2 separate regions of the Sus scrofa genome follow, and region 1 is linked to region 2. Evidence: chromatin contacts called from public Hi-C data. All regions are on one chromosome and are shown on one strand. The core of a region is the stretch at or near the end of the contact, and the rest is flanking DNA. Distances in the headings are between cores, read along the strand shown. Region 1 overlaps SLC40A1 (solute carrier family 40 member 1). Region 2 has its middle 51 kb from the start of WDR75.

Region 1 (5,604 bases), core at 1,880-4,379, 120 kb before region 2:
GAATCCTTTGTTTCTCCCACTATATAGTGGCCCAGACGTCACTGGTCATCCAGAATGTTTCGGTCATCCTGTGTGGAATCATCCTGATGATGGTTTTCCTACATAAAGATGAGCTTCTGACCATGTACCATGGATGGGTTCTTGTAAGTTCTCAACAAGATTCTTGACAGCAGAAAATTGAACACCTGGTAGTGGTAAAAGACGAAAACTCTTTGAGGCTAGGGAATGTCTTTTTGCAAATAAGACTTGTTAATTTCGATCTCTGTGTCTGCTTTAATATCCCCTACCACTTTGGTTTTGTTTTATTTTTGTTTTTTGCCCAAAATAGGCATTTATTAAGTATTATTTGATTTTAAATTTTGTTCGTTTTTTTTTTATTCGTTTTAGTGGCAGTACTAAGAGTTGCTAGTTTTCAGCTTAATAGTACTAACCTGTAATTTGTTCACACCATATAATAAATGTTATCTGTGTGTGTGTGTATTAATAATTCATGATTGTGTCCCTCCAATAATAATTGGTATTTCTGTTTGAGGAGATGGACTCGATAACTTCTCATACTATGATTTCATGATAGTTTAATGGAAAAGAAGAGAGAGATGGGTATAGTGGAAAACAATAGATTTGATGTCATTGTTGAATCTTATTACATATTTTTGACTAATATTGTAGAGTTTCAAAGCCAGGTAGGACAATAAATCTTCTGTCCTCTTCATTTTGTTGTTGAAAAAAATTAAGACAAAGTGATTTTTGCTGATTGCCCATTATCAACTGGAAAGTGTCAGACTCTGATTTAAATAAAGGTTTTCTTACTACCCCCTCAATATTTTTTCCAAAGGACATATTTGTGGGGGAAGTAAAAACTAGCCCTATGTTAACACTTTATGACAACTATGTCACATAAATGTGCATATGACCATTAGCATTTTTGTATGATGTGTACCACAGATAATATAGACTAGAAAAATATGCCTTTTAACATGGCCACTGGTATTTATTGTTTCATGTCTACAAAGTAAAATGGTTTCTTATGATTTTGTGAAATGAAATTTAAATAAAAATTTATTTCTATGTCATCAAAGACCATTTTAAATTATATTGTATAGTGAGATAGGTACAGTGTGGTAAAACTGACACTTTTATCAGTTTTTCCCTGTAATTCTTTAGACTTCCTGCTATATCTTGATCATCACTATTGCAAATATTGCAAATTTGGCCAGTACTGCTACTACAATCACAATCCAAAGGGATTGGATTGTTGTTGTTGCAGGAGAAGACAGAAGCAAATTAGCAGGTAATTTGGTTTTCTCTTTCTACTAAAATGGGTTATATTAGGATTCACTACAAATCAGTGGTAATAAATTACACTTATGCCTTTTTCTGAGTATTTTTAAAGAATAGTCAATTGAAAACATAGTCTTTTTCTTACCAGTGCAAAGATTTGTCTCACTGCTCTGAAGCTAATATATAGAAGAGTGACCTTCTCTTTTATTCTAAGTAAACCTGGCAAATTAGAAGAACATTTCTTTTGACCTCTTTCTTTCTTTCTTTTAAATTCTGTTAACTGTTTCCAAATGTTTAATTAATGCTTAGAACAGTGAAAATCTGACATGGGATTTTTTTCAGTCATACTATAAAAATTATTACCAGTATTAACTGGTCATATTATGGATATTATTTTTATCCAAACCAAATGGAAACAACTTAAGTCTATAACTTCTAGTTAATTCCTTCAACTTTAAAGTTATAATTGTTATTATAATTGTTATTATATTATGCATGATGTAATTGCTTTTACAAATACTAAAGAAATGGAGGACAGAACATAGGTTTTTTAGGAAGTTTATGTCTTTATTGTCCATTGGAAATATATACAAGAGGGCAAATAAAGGCTGAAGAATGCTTACAAAGCAACATGTCCATTGCATCAATATTACTTGGGCCGTGAATAACCTACTTCACTCAATATTCCCTACCTCCCCCAGCCCCATACAGCACCCAGACACAAATTGGATTGAAATTACACAGAGTAAAGGAGGAGGGGTATACATATCTGCTGATCAGGTCAGCTGAATTAACTCTCCTGGCCATTGAGATAATGGGTATCACAGACACATTGCCTAACCATCCTGACTGACAAGAAAACCATTCCTGATGACTACAGTTGGCTTATCCCAGGACATGGAAGAGAGATTAGGTACTGGGGTGAGCAAGCAACTTTGTTTGACTGGACATGTGGTTAAAAAAGATAAAAGAAAGTTGGGAGAAAGCGAACAAAATCTATGTAAGGTCTAAATGAAGAAAAAGAATTTGCTTTAGTCATCACTCTGTGGTAGCAGTAATAATATTGCTCAAGATAGAAATACAGCAGTGATCTTAGAGGTTGGTGAGTGAGGAAATGAATTTAGCACATGTGAGTCTGTGATGCAGACTTCTCTTTGGAGCTAAAGCAGTGATTCTCACTAACTTTTCTTCCTGTGATTATTTACTTATAGGAAATAATTCCATATCTCTTTTAGCCACATTGAATTAAAAGATAAGGCTTTGTCCTTTTTTTTTCCCCCCAGTGTTTCTTCCCTGTTCTTTATTTTCTCTTTTTAGTGTAGTATTTTAAGGATGTACCACATGTCCATGTTTTAAAATTCAAAGGATACAGAAGGGTATATTTTGAAAATATATCACATATGTATCTGTTGGAATACATTTTTGGGGAAAAGTTGGCATTTAAGATAATTCTCTTCTCTGAATATCTTAACTCGTATTGACTCTTGGAAGTCTATATGTCTGTAATTGAAAAAAAAAAAAAAGCCCTGAGTAGAGAGAAAGTTACTCAGAATATTTCATTTTGTGCTAAATATCTAAAATAAATAAATAACAAAAAAACAAAAAAATTCCACGTAACTTTGGGGCAATCTTTCTGAGTCCAAAGTGATATTCCAGGAAAATAATAAAAATATGGCTGGCCATTTCTCAGCTATCTTTCTTTATGTGGGGAATTATTGCTGAGAGGAAGAATCCAGGCTAACAAGTGTACTTTCTGACCTGGAGTTTCTCAAGTTTAAGAAAGGAAGTAAGCTGCCCAATGAACTCTTGTCCTCTGTGAATTAGTTTAGTAAGCAGGGCTCTTTCCCATCCAGCCAGTAGTGTGGGTTAGTAGCCCAGCAAAGGAAACCCTCCATGGACTTTTTCCTCAGGTTTTGACCTCCACATTTTGTTTAAAAATTAACTAAAAACCATGCTTCAAAACAAACCTTGCTTCAAAACAAGAAACAAAAACTTCTTCCATTTGAAAGTTAACCAGGCTGTAACCATGGATTTTTGGTACCATTTCTGCTATCAGACAGAATTACAGAACAGAAAAAAAGGAGGGTAAAGGAAAAATAGAAGAGAAAGGGGAAAAGCATTTGAGGAGGAGACTCCAGCTGCCGCCTTGGGTCCTTTTGATTTTGGGTCTCTGTACACAGAAACCTACTCCAGTCAGGAATAATTTATGTTTATGCAGGCTGATTTTTTTTTTTTTTTGGTCTTTTTAGGGCCACACCCATGGCATATGGAAGTTCCCAAACTAGGGGTCAAATCAGAGCTGCAGCTCCTGGCCTATTACTACAGCCACAGCAATGCCAGATCCGAGCTGCATCTGTGACCTACACGAGAGCTCACGCCAATGCTGGATCCTTTACCTGCTGAGCAAGATTAGGGATTGAACCAGCATCCTCATGGATACTAGTCGGGTTCATTTCCTCTGAGCCACAACAGGAACTCCGTATTTTGAGATTTTTGAGGTTGCTGGCAAAGAAACCAAGCAGGAGACTGGGCAGAGCCAGCTGAACCTGTGTGCAGTGTGTGTGTGTTGGAGAGAGAGAGAAAGAAGGCGTGAGCCCATAAAGAGGGAAGGTTATGAGCTGGATGCTGACTACTCATTCCCTCATCCCAGTGTTTCTTAATTTCAGAGTAATTTTTTAACTGGGAGGTAGTACCACTGAGGGTAAAGAACAAGAGAAATTTTCCCTGGAAGGTGGAAAAGTTTTAAAATTTCAGTAACATCAGGTCAAAATATAGCTGTTATCATCTAGTTTAGACAGCTCCAGAAAAGATATTCTTTTCTTACAAAAATGCTGTTAATTAATCTTTTAGCTAATTTGTCTAGGTAATTGATTTACTGTTTTATTAAAACACTCCCTCCAGCCATGACCCTCAGCCTGTTTGAAACACTTCCTTTCCCAGACGTTTTACTCCATCTGTTATTTTATTTTCTTCTCCATTTCCTTTGTTAATTACTCTTTATTAATAGCTTCTGAGGTTTTTCTCGTCCACCATTCTAAAGAAACATCTGCTGGCATCAAGTATGGCAGATAAATTTCTTGTTTGAATTATATTGACTGAACATTGATTTCACATTTGAGGTAGACGAACCTGCCAGCCGCTATTTGCTCAGCAAATCTTTTCTTTACTATGAGTCTATGAGATGTAATATACCCTTTAAAATAGCAAGTAGTTATTGAAGTCATGTTCTGTGCCACAGCTGTAGCTGCAAACAGTTCAGTTGGAATTAAATGAGCACACATTTGTGTATCTGCATGGGAATAAATATAAATGTGCAGAAAAAAAATGGGTTTGCACATTCAGAGGACTGATTTTTCTCTAGCTGGTTACCAGTAAAATGATTAGGTCTTTTTGAAAAGTTATCATTTAATTTGTTCTGCTTTAGAAAAATAAGAGCCATTCTCTGACACTATATTACATCTAAACATTATTTATTAGCTTCCTTAGACATTTCTAAATTCTAAATAAAAGACATTGGTGACATTAGAAAGTTTATGAGCACTTGAAACAGAGGTAATGAATGAGAAACAAATCATTTTAACTAAATTTTGTTGTTTTTCAGAGGGTTTCAGATCCAAGTGTATATTTTCACTAGTACTTGATTTTTGGACTCAAATTACTGAGTTCTTTGGGTCAATTCTATACCTCCCTGTTAGGAACTTATTACTGGGGGGCAGATGGAATATTTTCACTAGTACTTGATTTTTGGACTCAAATTATTGAGTTCTTTGGGTCAATTCTATACCTCCCTGTTAGGAACTTATTACTGGGGGGCAGATAGAATGGTGGACTTCAACTCTGCAAAAACGGTCGTGTGTACATACGATCAATGAAACTGCCTTTACCTCTTAAGTGAAAGGTGAAATATGTCAAAGTTCTCCTGTTATCATATAAGCATTATACACACATAGGGCTGATTGGAAGGCTGGTGAGCACCAGGAAGAACTAGAGAAGGCATAATGGCAATTTTCTGTTAATGTTCTTATTAGTCACGTATTGCTTTTTCCTTAAGGAGCCCCACATGATTGTAAGGACTTGTCTCAGTAATCTTTGCTCTGCTCTATGAGATAGAGAATGAGAAAGTAGTTCATTTTCTTGACTTCCTCTCCTTCATTCATCCTGTTCTCCACTGTGACTCAGCTATATGTTCCCAGAGTCCACTTCCATAATCTCAATCTTTGGCATCCAAGACCTCCTATCTTTCCAGCTCACTCCTCCTGGGACCCCAGCCCCAGCACTCCTCCAGCCTGGTTGGCACCAACGAGTAATTACTCTACTACCTAT
Region 2 (5,561 bases), core at 2,714-5,213:
TCTTTCTGTTCTTTCATTGTTAGTGAATGCAAGACATTTCTGTGTATTAATTTTGTATCCTTCAACTTCACCAAATTCATTGATGAGCTCTAGTAGTTTTCTGGTAGTATCTTCAGGATTTTCTATGTATAGTAGCAGGTTATTTGCAAACAATGACAGTTTTACATTTTCTTTTCCAATTTGAATTCCTTTTATTTCTTTTTCTTCCCTGATTGGCGTGGCTAAGACTTCCAAAACTATGTTGAATGAAAGTGGTGAAAGTGGACATTCTTCTCTTGTTCCTGATCTTAGCAGAGATGTTTTCAGTTTGATGAGACATGATGTTAATTTTGTGTTCATCATTTTTGGCCTTTATTATGTTGAAGTAGTTTCCCTCTATGCCCACTTTCCAGAGAGTTTTTATCATAAATGGGTGTTGGATTTTATCAAAAGCTTTTTCAAAATCTATTGAGAAGATTTTGTGAAAAATACCATTAGTAGTTTGATAGGGATTGCATTGACTCTGTAGACTGCCTTGGGTAGCCTATGGTTTTTGTTCTTCAGTTTGTTAATGTGGTGTATCACATTGATTGATTTGTGTATAGTGAAGAATCTTTGCATCCCTAGGATAAATCCCACTTGATCACAGTGTATGATCCTTTTAATGTGTTGTTGAATTTAGTTTTCTGGTATTTTGCTGAGGATTTTTGTATCTATATTCAATAATCATACTGGTCTGTAATTTTCTTTTTTGTGGTGTCTTTTGTTTTGGTATGAAGGTGATGGTGGCTTTTTAGAATGAGCTTGGGAGTGTTCCTTCCTCTGCAATATTTTGGAAGAGTTTCAGAAGAATAAGTGTTGACTTTTTTAAAGGTTTGATGGAATTTGCCTGTGGAGCAGTCTGGTCATGGACTTTTGTTTTTCAGAAGTTTTAAAATCATTGAATTTTCAACTTCAGAACTTGCGATTGGTCTATTCATATTTTCTCTTTCTTCCTGACTCAGTCTTGGAAGGTTGTACTTTTCTAAGACTTTGTCCATTTTTTCTAAGTTGTCCATTTTATTGGCATATAGTTGCTCGCAGTAGTATCTTATGATCCTTTGTATTTCTGTGTGGTCAGTTGTAATTTCTACTTTCTCATTTCTAATTTTATTGATTCGAGTCTTCTCTCTTTTTTCTTGATGAGCCTGGCTAAAGGTTGATCAATTTTATTGATCTTTTCAAAGAAATAACTTTTAGTTTCTTTAATCTTTTTTGTTTTCTTTGTCTTTATCTCATTTACTTCTGCTTTGATCTTTATCATTTCTCTCCTACTAACTTTGGGATTTGTTTGTTCTTCTTTCTCTTGTTGCTTTAAGTGTGAGTTTAGTTTGTTTATTTGGGATTTTTTCCTTGATTCCTGAGGTGAGATTGTATTGCTATAGACTTTCCTCATAGAATTGCTTTTGCATCCCATAGTTTTTGGTCATTGTGTCTTTGTTGTCATGTGACTCTAGGTATTTTCTGATTTTCTCTTTGATTTCTTCAGTGATCCATTTGTTGTTTTTTTTTTTTTTGTGGGGTGTTTTTCTTTTTGCAGTTTTTTTTCTTGTGGTTGATTTCTAGTCTCATTGTGTTATAGTTGGAAAAAAAATTCTTGATATGGTTTCAATTTTCTTAAATTTAATGAGGCTTGATTTGCGGCCCAAGATGTGATCTATCCTGGAGAATATTCCATGTGCACTTGAGAAGAAAGTGTATTCTACTGCTTTTGGATGAAATGTTCTATAACTAACAATTAAATCTATCTGGTCTATTGTGTCATTTAAGACCTGTGTTTCTTTATTGATTTTCTGTTTTAATGATCTGTCCATTGCCAAATGTAGGGTGTTAGAGTCCCCCACTATTATTGTGTTAATGTCGATTTCTCCTTTTATTGTTGTTAGCAGTTACCTTATATATTTCTGTGCTCATATGTTGGGTGCATATATACTTAAATTGTTATATCTTTTTCTTGGATAGGTCCCTTGATCATTTGGTAATGTCTTTTGTCTCTTGCAACATTCTTTATTTTAAAGTCTATTTGTCTGGTTTGAGTGATGATACTCCAGCTTTCTTTTGATTTCTGCCTCATGGAATATCTTCTATCCCCTCACTTTCAGTCTGCGTGTGTCCCTAGGTCTGAAGTGGGTCTCTTATAGGCAAGTCTTTTGCTGTTCAGCATGTCTGTGTCTTTGGTTGGAGAATTTAATCCATTTATATTCAAGGTAATTATCAATATGTATGTGCTAATTGTCATTTTCTTCATTGATTTGGATTTGTTATTGTTGGATTTTATTCTTCCTTTCCTCATTTGTTCTCTTGTGATTTGATAACTATCTTCAGTGCTGTTTTTGAATTGCTTTTTCTGAGTGTGTCTATTGTAGTTTTTGGTTTGTTGTTCCCACAAGGTTTTGAACTAGCATTCTATGTATGTACAAAAATGCTTAAAGTTGCTGGTCTCTTAATTTCAAATGCAATTTCAATATTCTGCATTCATCCTCTCCTCATGATTGTTGGTTTTGATATGACATCTGTCTATAGATGATTTCCTACTTTTATGTTTCAAACTAGAAAATTACCTTTAGCATTGGTTGTTAAGCTAGTTCGGTGGTGTTGACTTCTTTTAGGATCGCTTGTCTATAAAGCTTTTGCTTTCTCCATGGAATTTGAATGAGAGCCTTGCTGGGTAGAGTATTCTTTGTTGAAGTCTTTTCCCCCTTTCATCACTTTAAATGTCTCTTGCCAGTCCCTTCTGGCCTTGTAGAGTTTCTGTTGAAAAATCAGCTGGTAACCTTATAGGGGTTCACCTTGTACGATATTTATTGCTTTCCCCTTGTTGATTTAAATTTTTTTCTTTGTATTTAATTTTTGTTAGTTTGATCAATCAATGTCAGCATGTTTCTCATTGTGTTTATCCAGTATGGAACTCTCTGCACTTCCTTGACTCGAGTGTTTTTTTCATACTGGAAAAGTTTTCAGCTATAACCTCTTCAAATATTTTCTCACGCCCTTTCTCTCTCTCTTCTCCTTCCAGGACCCCTATGATGTGAATGTCGGTACATTTAATATTGTCCCAGAGGTCTCTTAGACTGTCTTCATTACTTCTCATTCTTTTTTCTTTATTCTTCCATGGTAGTGATTTCCACTACACTATCTTCCACCTCACTAATTTTTTCTTCTGCCTCAGTTATTGTGCTGTTGATTCCTTCTAGTGTCTTTTTGATTTCAGATATTGTGTTGTTCATCTGTTTGCTTGCTTTTTAAGTCTTCCACCTCTTTATCAAATATTTCATGTAACTTCTTCATCTGTGCATCTATTCCCTGAGATCTTACTATCATTACTCTCAATTCTTTTTCAGATTGCCTATTCTTCATTTAGTTGTTGTTGTGGGTTTTATCTAATTCCTTTGTCTGAAACATATTTCTCTGTCATCTCATTTTGTCTAACTTTCTATATTTTGTGGTCTCCTTTCTGCAGCCTGCAGGGTTGTAGTTTCTCTTGCTTCTGGTGTCTGCCCTCTGGTGGGTAAAGTTAGCCCAGGGGCTTGTGCAGGCTTCCTGGTTGGAGGAACTGGTGTCTTTGCACTTGTGGGTGGAGCTAGGTTGTGTTCCTCTGGTAGTCAGGGCTCTGTCAAGGGGTGTGTTTAGAGGTGGCTATCAGCTCAGTATGACTTTAGGTAGTCTGTTACCTCTTTCCTCAGTGTGTGCTGGCCCCTGTCCCCTTGATAGGATGCATGATTGATGTCGTGGTGACCCAAGCCTGCTCTTGATTTGGGGGCGGGGACACCTGATTGCTCCATGGTTGTCACTGTGATGGTGGTGGGGCAGGATTTGCTCCCTAGTTGTTGGAGTAGGAAGGAGCCACCAGATCTGCTTCTGAGCTGTGGTTCTGATCTTCAGTGTGATGTTGGTGAGTTGGCAGCACTCCCGCTGGGAGAGGAGCCACTGAGTATTTCTTACCAGGAGCTGTTCACCTGTGCATGTGCTCTGTTGTGTCACTTTTTCCTCATGTGTGGGCCCATAGATTACACTGTGTTGGCATTGATTTGGGTCCCAGCTTAACTGTTTGTCTGCAATTGGGCTGGTGTCTCCCAAGCATTGTTTTCACTAGGTCACCTGTGTAGATCCACTGAAATCAGGACTCAGGACTGCACTATCAGTGCTCCTGGGCTCACTGTAGAATCTATGGAGGCAGCTCACACTCTGTCCTGGTCCAACCCCTGCATTTACATGCCCAGAGAGTCCATGGCTACTAAAGCCAGACCTGTCTCAGGGGCAGGAGCACTTGTTGGTTCAGATGTTCCACCAGTGCTGAATTATAAGGCTGGCAGGAAAGGTGTAAATCCACAATGTGCACAAGGGAGATTTCAGCTCTTACTCTTTAGGTGCAGAGCTGTTTTAAGTATGGGTGCCTATCATCTATTTCCTTGGCATGTGCTGGCTGTTATCTCCTTGATAGTAGGTGTGCAGATATGGCAGCTGGTGCCTGGCCCAGGAGTACTCAGTAGTGGTAGTGGTTCACTCTTGCACCCAGAGCTGGGCAGTGACCAGGTATATAGTCCATGAGAGATGGCAGTAGCTTTTATGACTCCTCCTGGAGCCTGGCAGAGGCCAGCCCTTGGCACCCAGTTGCGGGCCCTTTGGGGGCAGCTGTAGGGCACACACGCTCCTAGGGAAGTAAAGGCAAAGGTTGGCACCCGGTCGCATTGGCAACTGTTGTAGTGGCAGGCTGCACATGTGCTCCCAGGGGTCAAGCTCGTTTATTTAAGGGACATGGACATATTGGTATATTTTGTAGTGTCCAGTGTTTCCTCTTTTAGATTTATGAAGTCAATAGGATATTTTCTACCAAAGTTGTGAATTGGTCACAGGGGCTGGAGGGGTGAGAGGAGTGTTACATAGGTTGGATACAGCACAGGGATAGAGTGGAATAGATTTAGGCATATAGTCAGTAGGAATTCAAAGATTTCCCAAATTAAGAGACTGAAGACAGGGCAGAAATGCAGATTATGTCACATAATGAGAATCATGTGAGCAAGAGTACTTAGTGCTCTTAATGCAGGAAACATGGAATGGCAAAGATCTCAGAACTCAACTTGGAGGATGACAACTGGTCCTAATGGAATAGAGTAGGAGAGCAAGATAAATGCAAGGGAGGGCAAAGGAGCTGAGAATAAGGCAGACAAGCAAAGAGTGGTGTTATCAAAGCTGGAACTGGATGCACTGCCTAAGAGGAAAAGGTAGGAAAGTTGAGGGGGTAAAACTCCAGGAGGAAAGAATGAACTCATCAGGAGACTTACCATGTGAAGAATATGAGTAGTTTTGGCGACAAGCTAAAGAAACCTAGACAGGATTGCAGAGGCTTGGTCCTGAAATAATAGAGCTGAAGTAGAATTTTTATATAATTTTTTGATTTTTTTTTTGTATTTTTAAAGACTTTCAACTTATGGAAAATTTATGAGTGTATTGAATATCCATATACTCTTTGCTTAGGTTTACCAAGGGTTAACATTTTGCTAAATTTGCATCAGTACATACATGCTTTTCCCCCTGAACCATTT

Evidence for each region. Hi-C and Micro-C count contacts between places; a contact is called where the count stands out from the background.
Region 1: a contact with region 2 is called in a Hi-C map of fetal liver, with 1.7 times the contacts expected there. The contact joins two enhancer-like sites. A contact is called at or near these places in 2 of 5 promoter capture datasets (fetal liver and liver), 10 of 47 Hi-C or Micro-C datasets (embryonic fibroblasts, fetal liver, heart right ventricle and 5 more) and 1 of 2 datasets of contacts at active chromatin or transcription factors (skeletal muscle).

The regions. Positions count from the first base shown.
Region 1 is chr15:94,147,711-94,153,314 of Sscrofa11.1, reverse strand. SLC40A1 (solute carrier family 40 member 1) reads left to right here. Exons shown (of 8, transcript XM_003483701.4): 4 at 28-143; 5 at 1,165-1,291. Among named protein-coding and RNA genes, the nearest start is that of SLC40A1, 11 kb to the left of the region's middle. Within about 2 kb of position 3,129, at least 10 of the 83 cell types and tissues checked have an H3K27ac peak or open chromatin away from gene starts, as enhancers often do. A contact at or near this core is called in fetal liver, where this site is marked.
Region 2 is chr15:94,029,028-94,034,588 of Sscrofa11.1, reverse strand. No RefSeq gene overlaps it. Among named protein-coding and RNA genes, the nearest start is that of WDR75, 51 kb to the right of the region's middle. Within about 2 kb of position 3,963, at least 1 of the 83 cell types and tissues checked has an H3K27ac peak or open chromatin away from gene starts, as enhancers often do. A contact at or near this core is called in fetal liver, where this site is marked.